Linked DNA regions of Mus musculus: region 1 is linked to region 2. A link is a contact called in public HiChIP or PLAC-seq data. All regions are on one chromosome and are shown on one strand. The core of a region is the stretch at or near the end of the contact, and the rest is flanking DNA. Distances in the headings are between cores, read along the strand shown. Region 1 holds the start of Mesd (mesoderm development LRP chaperone). Region 2 overlaps Efl1 (elongation factor like GTPase 1).

What was found. HiChIP or PLAC-seq counts read pairs in DNA pulled down with a chosen protein or histone mark.
Region 1: a contact with region 2 is called in a FOXA1 HiChIP or PLAC-seq map of pancreatic cancer cells. The contact joins the promoter of Mesd here to the enhancer-like site in region 2. A contact is called at or near these places in 1 of 39 promoter capture datasets (embryonic stem cells), 3 of 484 Hi-C or Micro-C datasets (CD4 T cells, CD8 T cells and myeloid progenitors), 12 of 115 datasets of contacts at active chromatin or transcription factors (astrocytes, bone marrow-derived macrophages, cardiomyocytes and 9 more) and 2 of 9 other capture datasets (embryonic stem cells and macrophages).

What each region holds. Positions count from the first base shown.
Region 1 is chr7:83,890,803-83,897,494 of GRCm38.p6, forward strand. It overlaps Mesd (mesoderm development LRP chaperone), which reads left to right and starts at 1,464. Exons shown (of 3, transcript NM_023403.4): 1 at 1,464-1,673; 2 at 4,728-4,960. The coding sequence starts at 1,488.
Region 2 is chr7:82,662,863-82,669,941 of GRCm38.p6, forward strand. The region is part of intron 4 of Efl1 (elongation factor like GTPase 1); the gene reads left to right. Among named protein-coding and RNA genes, the nearest start is that of Efl1, 18 kb to the left of the region's middle. Within about 2 kb of position 1,984, at least 71 of the 459 cell types and tissues checked have an H3K27ac peak or open chromatin away from gene starts, as enhancers often do. A contact at or near this core is called in pancreatic cancer cells, where this site is marked.

The DNA of each region.
Region 1 (6,692 bases), core at 214-2,713, 1.2 Mb after region 2:
CGCACGCCTTTAATCACAGCACTCAGGAGGCAGAGGCAGGCAGATTTCTGAGTTTGAGGCCAGCCTGGTCTACAAAGTGAGTTCCAGGACAGCCAGGGCTATAAAGAGAAACCCTGTCTCGCAAAAACCAAAAAAAAAAAAAAAAAAAAAAAAAAAAGAACCCAAGTATGCTTAGTAATTAACACAGTATGCTGATATAAACATTGAAAACCCATTCTTGAGATACATTTGTAAATATAGAAATAAATTGTATGCATTATGTGGCACTTTGGGGTCAGTACTTAAGGTATAGTTTTTGAATATTTTCCAACTACACCAAGGTTTCATGTCTTATGATATAATTTGAAATTTTAAAGAAATCAGATCTGCCACTTAAAGCTTAGGAAACTTTAAAGTATCTCTGACCCCAAGTATTTTAATTTTGAAGATCTTAGTGGTCAAAATCTTGTAAAATAGAAAATAAAATTAGGGTGGTTTTGTCCTATAGGTTAAAGCCACAGTGGTAGATGAAAATCAGAAGAGACAGGAACTATTTTAAACAATAAAAATGGTTATCAATTAAATGGGTTTTTTTTTCCAGTTTAATTGACAGTGATATTGAAAGAATGGTGGGTCGAAAATCATCCGTGGAGCAGAATAACAATAGACCCTATAATTACAGTCTTCGAGAAAAGTTGCCCTAGCTGTCCTTAGCTTTTCAGCAGGCGGTTTGTTCTTGCTAGAAATTACTAGGGAGCGTAGTTGAATGTCAACACCCTGAAAAGGGCCTCAGGGTCAAGGTAGTTTGCATATCTTCCAACTCATTCATTTCATAGGCTTCGAGGACTCTGTCACTGAAACCCTGAGGGAACTTTCAGACCCTGGCTAGAGAATGAGAGACAAAAGGGCTGACTTCTAACAAAACCCCCAAATAGTGGAGAAAGCACAGTTGGGCAGGACCCAGCTAGAGTAGATTGTTTGGCCAGGCCAAGGGGCGGAGCTCGCGGGGCGGAGCCTGGCAAGGGGAGGAACCAGGAGGAAGAACCCTTGGTCCCCAGCCAGGTGAGCTCCCAGAGCTATGGGGCGGAGTCTGGTGAGGAGGCGGTACCCTAGGGGCGGAGTCAGGAGACCGTGGCTGAGGGGTGGAGTCAAGTGGTGAAAGGCTCGATGACGGGGAGGAGCCTGAGGTTGGGAGCCCCAAGGGAATGCAGTTGTGGGCGGAGCCAAGGGGGTCGGAGCTACCGGATGAGGTCCGGACAGGAGGAACCAGAACGAGGCGGGGTGCGGTAGGCTACGGACTCCTCGGAGGCGGAGCCATTGGGACTTGAGTCCGCGAGGGTGGGACGGGGTCAAGTACTGGGTTTAGTTCTGCGCAGAACACGCTTAGGGACTGGATTGGAAGGCCGGGGGCGGGGTGGGGGCGAGGCCCCGGCGTCCGGACTCCGCACGCTGTCTGCGCAGGCTCATTGTGCCTTACGCTGGGCAGTCCGTTACGCTAGGCTGCTAACATGGCTGCCTCCAGGTGGCTGCGCGCGGTTCTACTGTTTCTGTGTGCCTCGGACCTTCTGTTGCTCCCTCCTCCTAATGCCTACGCGGCGGACACTCCGGGCGAGGCCACCCCACCTCCACGGAAAAAGAAGGACATCCGCGATTACAACGATGCCGACATGGCGCGACTTCTGGAGCAGTGGGAGGTCTGTGTCGCCTGCACACTTCTGAGCATCTCCCATACAGATCCCTTTTCTCCTAACCCTTACCCTCTCGGACATTTGACCTTCTGACTTTTGTCCCCTGATCCCGCTCGCTGCCCTCTGAGGGTCTTTCTTGAAATGTCTCCCAGTACCCGTTGACTCCCGCGTCTCTCTTCATTCCACCACGGCTCAGGCCTCTCGCCCAGTGTCTTTCGCTATCATGGCTCCTCAGCCACTCCAGTCAGCACTTGGACTCTCACCAGTCAAGCCCTACTTTCCTTGCTATGTCGCAGGGGTCTCTACATTGATCTTGGTGGTTTGTGAGCCGCGAACAGGGAGCGAGCGCTCCTGAAGAGCATTCCCTCCTTCCTCCTCCTGTTCTGGAGTGAATGGGTTCTAAAGGTGGTCTCTCAACTTTTTTTTAGCTTTGATAGAGATCTTTCCAAATATAGAGGGTTTCCGACTTCTTTTGGTGTATATTCCTGCTGGGGCTTTTGTAATTTCTTGGGTGGGTTTATTTTACTGGTAAAGGGAACTAAGGCATATCTCATATGCAACTCAGGTTTTTCATTGATGGGAGTAGTGGACTTGTTTTGTGAGAGGCCGAATTCTGGTCTGTTACTTGATTGCATTTGGGGTATGCAAAAGGTTCTAAGGAGGGATTCCTGATCAAAAGTACACTGCAGCCCTTGATTGTACTGTCGTATTTGATTGGCACAGCTGATGGAAAGGAATCACACACATAGCTATATTCACTGTGTAAGGTTCTCTGCCAGAGAACTTTTCAGAGTTTGTTTCCAATGCTGATTTTTTTTTTAACTTGTGGCTAACTATATTGTTGGAAGGAGGTAAGACTTTTGGGCATACATTTAAAATATCCACCTGTTGGATTTGACTTAAAAAGGGGGGACTCCTGTTGTTGTTCTCTGTACCCAACAGAAGAATTGGAGTAGTGGGGCCATGGTAGTGCAAGGTTGTAATTCCAGCACTTAAGAGACTAGTGGAGGAGGCTAGCCTTAGTTAAACCTGGGCTACATAGTAAATTTCAAACTGGTTTGGGCTCCACTGTGAGATTCTGGAAAGAAAATTTGGAGTAGATTTGAGTGGGTATGACTCCTTTCAATTTCCAACTGTCCTTTTTGGACTCTAGTAAATAATGCCTTTTAACCTGCTAAAGTGAACCTTGCCTTGTGAGAGGCCTAGCCATGGACAGTGCTCAGACCCCGAGGAAGAGGAGGTCACAGAGATGAGCAAGACATCTGTCAGAACAAGGGGGTAGGAAATAACCCTCGTAAACAGAAACAGAAATGGTTGGATCTTATAAAGAGGAAGTGTTGTGTGGGAATGTCAGAGGGCAACAGGGAGCAGGTTTGATTTTAGACAGGACAGGAGAGTATTCTAGTCTATTAGAGAGATGTGTACTGAGCTGAACAGCAGAGACCAACAGAATAACATTCCCTGCATTTAATACAAACACACTTGTGAATGTGGTCTAGTAGAGATCTCTGTGCCTATATATGTACCTCAGCATGCATATGAAGGTCCAAGAACAAGTTGGATGTAGTTGGTCATTTCTTTCCTTCTACCATGTGGGCCCTGGGGATTAAACTCAGGTCATCATATCTGCCAAGGCAAGCGCCTTGCCCACCAAGCCAACTTACCATCCCCTTTGGGGATTATTTATTTCTGTCTGTTGTGTACGTTCTTCCATTTATTAGTTATTCCATTTATTAACTATTTATTGATATTCTACTGATATTCTTTTTCTTTCTTTATGTTAATATGGACTTAGAGAATTATAAATCCTCACTACTATTTTGATGTTCATATTATTCCAGATTTGGCCCTAGAACTGCTTCAGGTTGTTGTCCATGGCATTCTGACTTGTTATATGAGTGATTCTTGCTGAGGCAAAAAAGATATTTAAGGCTTCACTTTTTGTTTTCCATAGGGTGACTAGTCTTTTCTTCAAGAAACCTCTGTCTTAATATTTTTATCTACCCACTCATCCAGGTACCTCTCAAATCAATGTGCCTGCATTTCCAGCCTGTACCCACAGGGTGCTCTCTTCCTGCTTCCATGTGGCATTTTTCCCCAAGTGAGGAATCTGCTATAGTCATCCTTCGCATGTGTACACTTTTGCTCCTTCCTAAAATTCACAGGTGTTTTCAGGATTGCTAGGACACACCACTACATAGAAGAAGTATGGGGGTTGAACATTTGCATGCAGTGAATTGTGGGTTTTAAGGATGCAACATGAGGAGTTTGTTTGTTTTGCTCTGCTGGAAGCAAGGACTCAGGACCCTGGGGTTGCTAGACATGACCTCTGTCTCTGATAACCTACACTTTATTGAAATACAGAACGGAGTGAGTCCTGGGATCACAGACCATCACACCGAAAGGTTCCTTTGTGTTCTTTCTCAGTCAGACCCATCTCATATCCTCCCAGAAGCAATCAGTGTTCTAATTCCTGTCCCCCCACATTATTTTTACTTGTTCTTGATACCTTAAATAAATGGGATTGTATAATATGTCTTTCTTTTATGCCTGGCACCTGTTATTTTAACAAAAGAAAATTGCCTTAGTGGTGTTGGCAATTTACCTCAAGGCCTCATCCTGAATGACATGTACTCTACCACTAAGCCATATCTCCAGGCGTGTTTGTAGGTAAGGTCTTGCTAAATTGCTTAAGTTGGCCTTGAATTCTCACTTTCTCCTTGAGATCACTGGGAGTCACTGAGAGTACAACCCTCAGCCGTTATACTTGTATTTGAGATCTGTTGTATGTGTATTTGATTTTCATTGCTAGGTAGCATCTATAACCACACCAGAATGTGGCTGTTTTTATAATCTAAATTGAGATTAAATTGGGAATAGGAACATTATGGAAACCTATGTGATGCAGGACCCCTAAGTATTGTCAAGGGGGATATCCTTGGACATTTTGTTTGTGTAGTAGTTTGGTGGTGTGCCCCTGCGTCTGACATCCTGGGCAGAACCTGTGCAAGTGCAGAGAGCGTCTCTGATGACAGGTTAATGCTCCCTCTCTCCTGACAGAAAGATGATGACATAGAAGAAGGAGACCTTCCAGAACACAAGAGACCCTCAGCACCTATCGACTTCTCAAAGCTAGACCCAGGCAAACCTGAGAGCATCTTGAAAATGACAAAGAAAGGGAAGACTCTGATGATGTTTGTCACCGTGTCTGGGAACCCCACCGAGAAGGAGACAGAGGAGATCACCAGCCTGTGGCAGGGTAGCCTGTTCAACGCCAACTATGACGTTCAGAGGTAAAGACCCCAAGCTATAGTAGGTCATTTTTGTGGGCATTTGGGGTTTATATTTGATTTTTCACTATAGCTCTGGCCATTTAGTCCAGATGGCCTCACTCCTCACACTTAAAAAGATCCTCTCACCTCTGCCTCTAGCACTGGGATTGCAGCTTTGGCCACATCACCTGGATGTGTGCTGGGGCTGAAGCAGGGTGTCTGTTTTGGCAGTCTTTCCAAGGACCTTGGGCCTTTCCTGTCTATGAATCCTTTTATTTAATTTTTTTTTCTTGAAACATTGGTTTACTTGTTTGTTTATTGGCCAAAATTAGTATGTTTGTTTTAATATCTTGTCTTGGAAATTTGGCTTGTCTTTTATCTCTTTAACCTTTGCTTCATCAGAATAAAAATGGCATTGCTTAGTCTCTTTGAAGAATGAATGAGTTCCAGTTCCATGGTTCATGGTGTAGCTGTGCTGACACATGTGGTTGTAACACGTGGTTAATAAAACGAATGTGAACAAGTCTGTGTTCAAAGGCCATATGATCTTAAAGTTTGAAATCTCAAAATATGAAAGGTTCTACTTTATATATTTTATACAGTATATTTTTTATCATATTCACCATCCTCTACCCCCTTCTAAATCTGTCCTTCCCACCCTCACCTCCCTACCCATCCAACTGAGTTTTGGTTTTTCGGGGTTTTTTTTTATAGCCTATTTTTTCTGTTTAACAATAGTTCCAAAAACCCAAGTCTTTAGTATCTTAATTGAGGAAGTAAGAAAGTGATAAGAAAGAACGGAAGGAGTTGCTAAGAATGCTCTCTGTAACTCCCATCAGATATCTTGGTGGTGACTGTTCTCTGATGGTCTGCTGCTTAGGAGCACAGCATCATGCCTTGTGGGCACGCTTTTATGTGTCACCCAGACCCATGCCATTGCTTTCTTCTTCCTGGGCACTAATGTATGGGGATACACTGAGTGCTTGTTGCTGACCTTGGAGGTTAGGATTTCTGTCTGCTTCCCTTGGATCTTTGTGGGCCCTTGAGGAGGAGTCTTGTAGGACCTGTTCCATGCAGTGGCTTTTAGCCTTCTCATCAAAGCCAGTTTGAGACTTCAGAACATAAAACGTGGCTTGGCACAGTGAGTGGCATATACCTGTAAACTCAGCACTTGGGAGATGAAGGCAGGAGGATCTGAAGTTCAAGGTCATCCCCTTAGGAAGTCATACTGGGCTATGTGAGAACACTTAGCAGGAAACAAACAAAAACCATGTCTTAGTCAGGGCTTCTATTCCTGGACGAAACATCATGACCAAGAAGCAAATTGGGGAGGAAAGGGTTTATTCAGCTTACACTTCCATACTGCTGTTCATCACCAAGGAAGTCAGGACTGGAACTCAAGCAGGTCAGGAAGCAGGAGCTGATGCAGAGGCCATGGAGGGATGTTCCATACTGGCTTGCTTCCCCTGGCTTGCTCAGCCTGCTCTCTTATAGAACCCAAGACTACCAGCCCAGAGATGGTCCCACCCACAAGGGGACCTCCCCCCTTGATCACTAATTGAGGAAATGCCTTACAGCTGGATCTCATGGAGGCATTTCCTCAACTGAAGCTCCTTTCTCTGTGATAACTCCAGCTGTGTCAAGTTGACACAAAACTAGCCAGTACAAACCATAAGACATAGATGGAAATGACATTTCATGTTAAAGATAAAAATGGGAATTTCTCACCTCTGCAGCACACCTGTGTCCCTTG
Region 2 (7,079 bases), core at 734-3,233:
TAGTTCTGTCCTATTTTAAATTCCTTCAAGACTCGTGCCATTCAGTTGCTCCTTTTCTTTAGTATTATGAACTCCTGATGAGGCTCCCAGAGGATTTCGACACTTGACTTCTGATTTTCTCTTACATGTGACTTCTCCTGTTGGGTCCAGGAAGGGAGCCAAGAAAACTCACTTGAGAGACAGAAGCTTTAAAACAAAAGTTTTATTTTTTGAGCTTTCAGGGAGGCAGCCATTTCGAGATGTGAACCTTGCCGCCGAGGAGCATCTCTGTTTTATTGCAAAGAATAGGAATACAGAGCAAGGAGGAGCTGACGTTATGGGTGAAGCTAGGGAGTACCCGTTGGAGACTGGGCCATCTCCGGGCCACCTGGCTTAAATCATTCTCCTAGACATTAGGAGTTCAGAGTCATACGGGGACAAAGGAATGAATGAGTCAGCTGCTTGTAGTGGGCATAACAGGCAATTAGTTATATATTTTTATAACTTATGCACCTTGGTTTAGATAACAGCACTTTCTATATTCTTTACCAATTAACGGACAGTTAAAACATTTGGAGAAGTGGGATAGTTGTTCATTCGTAGGCTTGGGAACATGACCAACTTCTTTGGCTCTGCCATCAAGATGAGGAAGTTGTCCCTGAGATGTTTGGACTCACAACTGTCTCCTCATAAGTTGTCCCTGAGATGTTTGGACTCAGACAACTGTTTACAACAGAAGCTGTTCTGCTGTAGGGAAGTCCTCAGCCGACTTAGTGCCTGGGACCTTGGATTTAGTTTCTGAAAACAAAATGGTATACTTAGAATAAGGTTTTGTTTTGTTTTTGTTTGTTTGTTTGTTTGTTTTGCTTGTTCCCAACTCTCCAACATAGCTTTTACCATCCCTAAAATGACTTCTCTTATGGGTTGACCTTTCAGTAACTATGCTATTTAGCATTTCAAATTTAAATACTTGCTGTTGAGCCTGGTAGGATCATGCACTTCTCCCACCTACTCAGGCATCTATAAGGAGGATTGTTTCGGCCTCTGATTCTGAGAGTAGCCTGGATTACATAGATCTCATCTTGGGAACAACAGAAAGTTCCACACGTGACCAGCTGAGGAGTAAAAACGGTAGTAAGAACTCAGTCAGTAGTAAGAACAGTCAGATTTCACTGCGCCCTTCTTTACTGGCTTTGCTTTCCCCTGCTCTTCTGCCCACATGCTGAAATACCACCTCTTTATTTCATAAGAGTCTGAGCTTTCTGGGCCCCATTAGCCTCCTTTACTTGATCTGTGCCTTCTACAGCACAGGGATGTCCCTTGACCATCTGTTTTCCCAACATCTTCGTCCAACATTGTTTATGCTTCCTTGACCCTCTAGCACTTCCTCCAGCAAAACTCCATCCTGATGAAGTTCGTTCCCTACACTTCTCCCTCTTCAGCCTTATATAGGCCAGCTTTCCACTGCTTTCCTATGGACGAGGTTTTGCTCATTCTCCCCAACAGCTATTTGAAACCTCTTGGCAGTCTTTGACATACCCCTCAAACCCCTTTCCAGACTCAGCAGACATTGCTGTTTTCTTTCTTGCAGAAAAGAAGTCTTAGCTGTCTGCCACCGTCCCTTAAACTGTAACTATGACATCTTTGCCTGTCTTCTGTCTTTAGAAAAGACATGTGTTCTGGATTCAGGCCCCACTTAGCATCTTTCCATCTGTGTCTATCTTCCTCCAGCTTTGGCCTCTAAACACAATTATGTATGTACACAGTTCTTTTCAACTTGAGTTCTTGCTGCATTCTTCTCTCTGGCCCAGGTTTCCTACTACGATTATTCTCTCAACTACTCTGATAGGCCCAGCATGTTACAATAATGGCACACACTGGCAAGGTGACGTTTGCAAGAGGATTGGACATTAATGTCCGACTCCCCTTCCAGGGTGGTGTAGCAGAGTTGAGTCATCAGCAAGTAATGACTCATGGTAGTGTGGAAGTACAGCTGCTCTGTTTACTACAGCCACAACAGACCAACAAAGGGAGGGCTGTTCTCTATGATGTGAAAGTCCAGGATGTGGCCACAGTCCTGATAGCTGGTGTGGACTGAAATTATACTGAAAAAAAAAACCAAAAAACAAAACAAAAAGAAAGAAAGTGAATGAAGTAAACCATGGGCAGCATTGCATGGTCCAGTTTGTTTCAGGTTGGAGGCAGATCCAGAGAAAGCTTTTGGATGGGTTGCAGCCAGAGGAAAGCCTACTTTGTTCATTACTCCTAAGTCATTAATCTCTTCCTACCAAACCCTCATTTGAGACTCTGAGTCTACACCATTCCTCTTATGGTGAGCTGCTCATGAGGATGACCCCCATTGTCTTGCTCCATCTTCCCACTCCAGAATGCCTGAGAAAAAAGGGCATAGAACTTACTGACCCTGAGTGCAGCAGCAGGGATGTGTTTCAAACACTACTTGAAGATTTCTGTTACAAATTGGGAAAACCATTCCTATATTTAAGACATTTATACTATATATAAACATATTTAATACAGTATTCCACAGATAGAAGATAGTGTGTCTTATGCCTTATAATCTACCAAATAAGCTGTATTTGCATTCTGTTGTAGTTACCAAATACCTGAAATAATTCACATAAAGAAGAAAGGTTTATTTTGGCTCAGGAATGTGGAGGTTTTGGCCCAGGCTTGTTTGCCTGTGGTTGAGATAGCATACTGTAGATGGACCGTGTAGCAGAGGAAATATCTCACTAGGAAGTGAGAGAGAAAGGAAGAGACTAGAGTCCTGCTCGCCCCTTGGAGGGCACTGGGTGACCTAAGACTTACCACTGGGCCCCACCTCGGAAGGCTTCTGCTATCTCCTATCCAAGCTAAGGATGCGCCCTTAAGAGATCCGCCAGACTCAGACTACAGAGGGCACTCTATTACTTGTATAACCTAGCCTTTCACATTGATTTAAAACACAGACAGGGGTAATATGGAGGAAGACCTGTAGTCAGGCACTCTGCAGGGGCTGCGTAATTTATGTATATAGTTGTGACTCTTCTGTCTTCAGAAGTGTGCGTCAGATAACTCAGTTTCTGCTTGTGTTGCTGCTACTTTTGGTCAGTTAGATTCAGTCTTCCTTTTCTAATACACTGAAATATAAACAAGGTGCTTCCATGAAGTTCAGATCTCTACCTGAAAGGTGAATTTTTCTCTTGCTGAGGGACGTTTTCTCCTGAGCTTTCATGAGCATCTATGGTCACCTGCCATGTTTTGGAAGAGGACTACTTAGTCCACAGAGCAGCCTTTAGCCAGGTACTGGAGACAACTTGGTTCAGACAGTTTCCTCAAACCACCCTAAAGTGAAGGGTATGGCAGAGTGTTTCCCATAACCCCATTAGCAGGAATCGAGAGATTTCTACCATAAAGAATTTCAGATGGACTTTTTTCTCAGTGGCCAGGCACATAAGAAAAAAGATTTTGTTATTTTAATTTGTTGCTTGGCCTACAACGAGAATGCCTAGGAAAGAAGGCAGAGAAATTTCTGTCCCCAAGTGCTACATCAGGGATCCCTGTTACAAACTGGAAAGTTGCTATCACCCTCCCCCATCAGCATCAGAGAGCTGAGGTAGAAGGTTCTGTTACAGATTGGAAAGATCATTTGGCACACTGACAAAACTTTTCACTTATAATTCCCCTACAAATAAGTCATCAGGAGGGGTTGGAAATGTAGCTTTGCCGGCAGAGTGCTTTCAGCCTCACAGAAAGCCTTGGGTCCAATCTACAACACACGTGCTGTTGCTCCTGTGCGTCTGCCTGTAAATCTCAGCACTCAGGAGATGGAGACAAGGTCAGAAGTTCAATGCCATCATTGGCTATCTAGCACGTTCAAGGCCAGCCTGCAATAAATTAGATTTTGTCTTTAATATTTTAAGTCCTATTACATTTTAATGTGATTTTTAAAATTTGATCCTCATCCACATGGTAGTAGAAGACATTTAATAAATAGATTTTTAAAAAGCAGCTCTGATTAGGTCTCAGCAGAGGAAATGCCCTTGTGGGCTTTTCTCTAAAGGATGTTGTAGGACTTCTTTTCCTTCCCCTGCCTTCACAATTCAGTCTGAAGTTACTTTGAAAAGGTTAAGATGGAGAAAGCATTAGAGGGGGAGTTGAAGGCCTGGCTCTCAGCACTGCCTCCTCACCGTGAAATGCATTTGAGCAACGTCAGCTTCAGCAGACGGCTGTTGTCTTCCAGGCTGTCTGTAGATGTCTACCGTGATTGTGTGCTGCATGGCTGGCTGTGCGTGATCATCTACTTTATTTTTCTAAGGAAACGCTTGGTATGTCACTGGTTTTCTGTGCCCCTTTAGAACAGAGTCTGCCCCCACTTGAGTGCATTTCCACAGGTCTGGAATTGGATGTACGATTGGACAGACATAGCTAGGCTCATCTTCATTTCTCTCAGAGTGGCTAGAAGATCGACTTTAGAGTCCCACTAAAGGGTAAGGGAAGAGGTGCTCTGAGGTTGCTGAATAAAGTCATGTTTAGAATCTAAGAAGAACCTGACAGAAGGCTGAGACTCCAAGACTTCTTATCCAAGGATGGGGAAGTGTTTGTTAGGTGACCCTTGAGTCTGGAGACTGACAAATGAACAAGCGATTCTGGTTTCCTATCTACACAGTGCAATCTAAGGCCTGAGAGGTGCAGACGGCTAGGTGCACAGGTGTGTTCCTGACCTCCAATACCTCTTACCTTTTGAGGGCTTTAGGATGTTTATGCAGTAAAGGGTTAGGCTAAGACAGTAGTTTCCAACCTTTGGGTCATGACCCTTTAGGGGATCACATATCAGATATTCTTCCTATCAGACTGGTACATTACAATTATAGCTAGCAAAATTCCAGTTCTGAAGTGACAGTAAGATAATGTTTTTGGTGGGGGTCACCACAGCATGAGGGACTGTATTAAAGGGTCAGCATTTAGGAGGTTGAAAGCCACTGAGCTATGAGAAAGCTGAGGGTCCCAAGTCTCCCAGCTTCTGCTTTGTGTGCAGGGCTTCTGGGCCATGCTCGGTTCTCTTTGGCTTATTTGGTTGAGACCATGATGCTTAATCTAAGATGATGACTGGAACCCGACCTAAAAGCTGGCAGTAAAAGACTTCATTAAGACACAGTGGGCCGTGGGTCCAAGGCCCTGCTTAATAATGATTCCTTGTTTGGTGAGTTCGGCAGAGCTCTGAAAAATTGAAAGCTCTTTGACAGGTTCCCTGAAAAGGCCATGAGGCCTGAAAAAGCAGTCTGCTGCTAACCAGGATCAGGTTTTTCCTACCAAATGCCAGTGTACTTTGGGAGTCTTTCTTGGAGCCTAGCTTTGTAAATTGTGGCTTGTGACCTATACAAGATGATGGAACTAGGTATGGAAGTGTTGAAGAATCTGGTAATAGCAGGAAGACTCCTGAGTGTGCAGCGACCAAGAATTAGTTCAAAGTCAAGGCGTAAGGAACCTGAGGAGGTTGCAGCAGCGCTCACCTTATTCAATGCCACGATGTCATTGCAGCCTTCTATCTGAGCATACAGTGTGCACTGTACTGTCATGCTGTCATGCCACATGCTGCCAGAGGAACACTGAGACACCTCAGTTCTGTACGGGTTCTAGTACCGAACACATGCAGTTGTCTGCTGTAACTTTCATTTTTTTCAAAGCCTTATTTTTAATGATGGTTCTTAAATGCTTTAACTTCCCTTGTAGCCCACCACCCACCAGAGGTAGTGGAAAAGCAAGGATACAGTGGAAGTGGACCTATTTAGGAAAAGTTCTTTGGAGCAACTCCTATCTGCATTGTCAGGAAACGAGCAGTGCAGTTGAACAGGCATCAGCAGCGGCAGCTCGATCACTCACAAACACTTCGTGGATACACCAGCAGTCCGGCTTGATAGAGTCAGGTTAGCAAACACGAGTCAGCAGCGGTGGCACTACCTAGCTGTCTGCTTCAGCCTTAGCACAAATCAGCGGAAGGGACCCAGAGGGATTCAAAGCGAAGATCAGCAAAGACACAACACCAACAAGCTGTCCTGGAACAGCTAGCTCTGTGAGCAAGCCAAGCTCAGCCTATTTATATGCCCTCCAAACATCACTTGTCCTCATGGGTCTTGCCTCAGCATGTGCATCTGCCTCAGCTGACGTCACTACTGATCAGCAAGAAGCTGCAGCACACCAGAAGACTTTTGGTACATTTCTTTCTATGGAGTCCTGACAAATGGAGCTCAACTATGCAACGTAAGGCGGACCAATACATGTGTCATTAGCAAAGAATCCTTCATCATGTGTTCTTTTACATGCTTGCTTTAGAGAACATCCTCTCACTGTGTCTGTTTCCTTCATGAGTCTGCCTTAGCCTCTCACCAACCGACTTTCCGAAGAACCGTTAAGATTGCACTTCACTCTGCGTTTATGGAAACAGCAGATTAATTATGAGAAACAAAGACGATCCCTCCTCAGCATAAATCAGTATAATCTTTGGATTATATTGTGTTAGATTTTTTTTTTTCAAGACAGGTTTTCTCTGTGTAGCCCTGGCTGTCCTGGAACTCACTCTGTAGACCAGGCTGTCCTGGAACTCAGAAATCTGCCTGCCTCTGCCCCCCAAGTGCTGGGATTAAAGGCGTGCGCCACCACCGCCCGGCTTGTGTTAGAATTTTTAATTTTAAGTATTGCTGTTTAAGAAATGACTGAGGTTTCCTAAAAAAAATTCTTAAATTGTGGCTTGGGATTTAGACAGAACTATTCTGATATGGCTTTAAGCATATTTCTGACATATTTCTGGCAATCAATTAAATGAAGTGTTTTTTTTCCAGCATTGGCGATTATGAAATCAAAATACTGATCATTTCTGAAAAACATGAAAGATGCTACGTGTTTTATATTACCAAGTATTCACCCAAAATTTAATTCCTGGTGTAAAAATAAATCACTGCATCTATCTCATTAGTATGCACATTTGTTTTAATTGTTACTAAATAGTAAATGCTATGTGTACTAAAGAGTTGTGTCAAATTTTTGTTTATGTGTTCTTGTCCGTGAATGCTTGATGTGTACATCCCATTTATGTGCCTGTG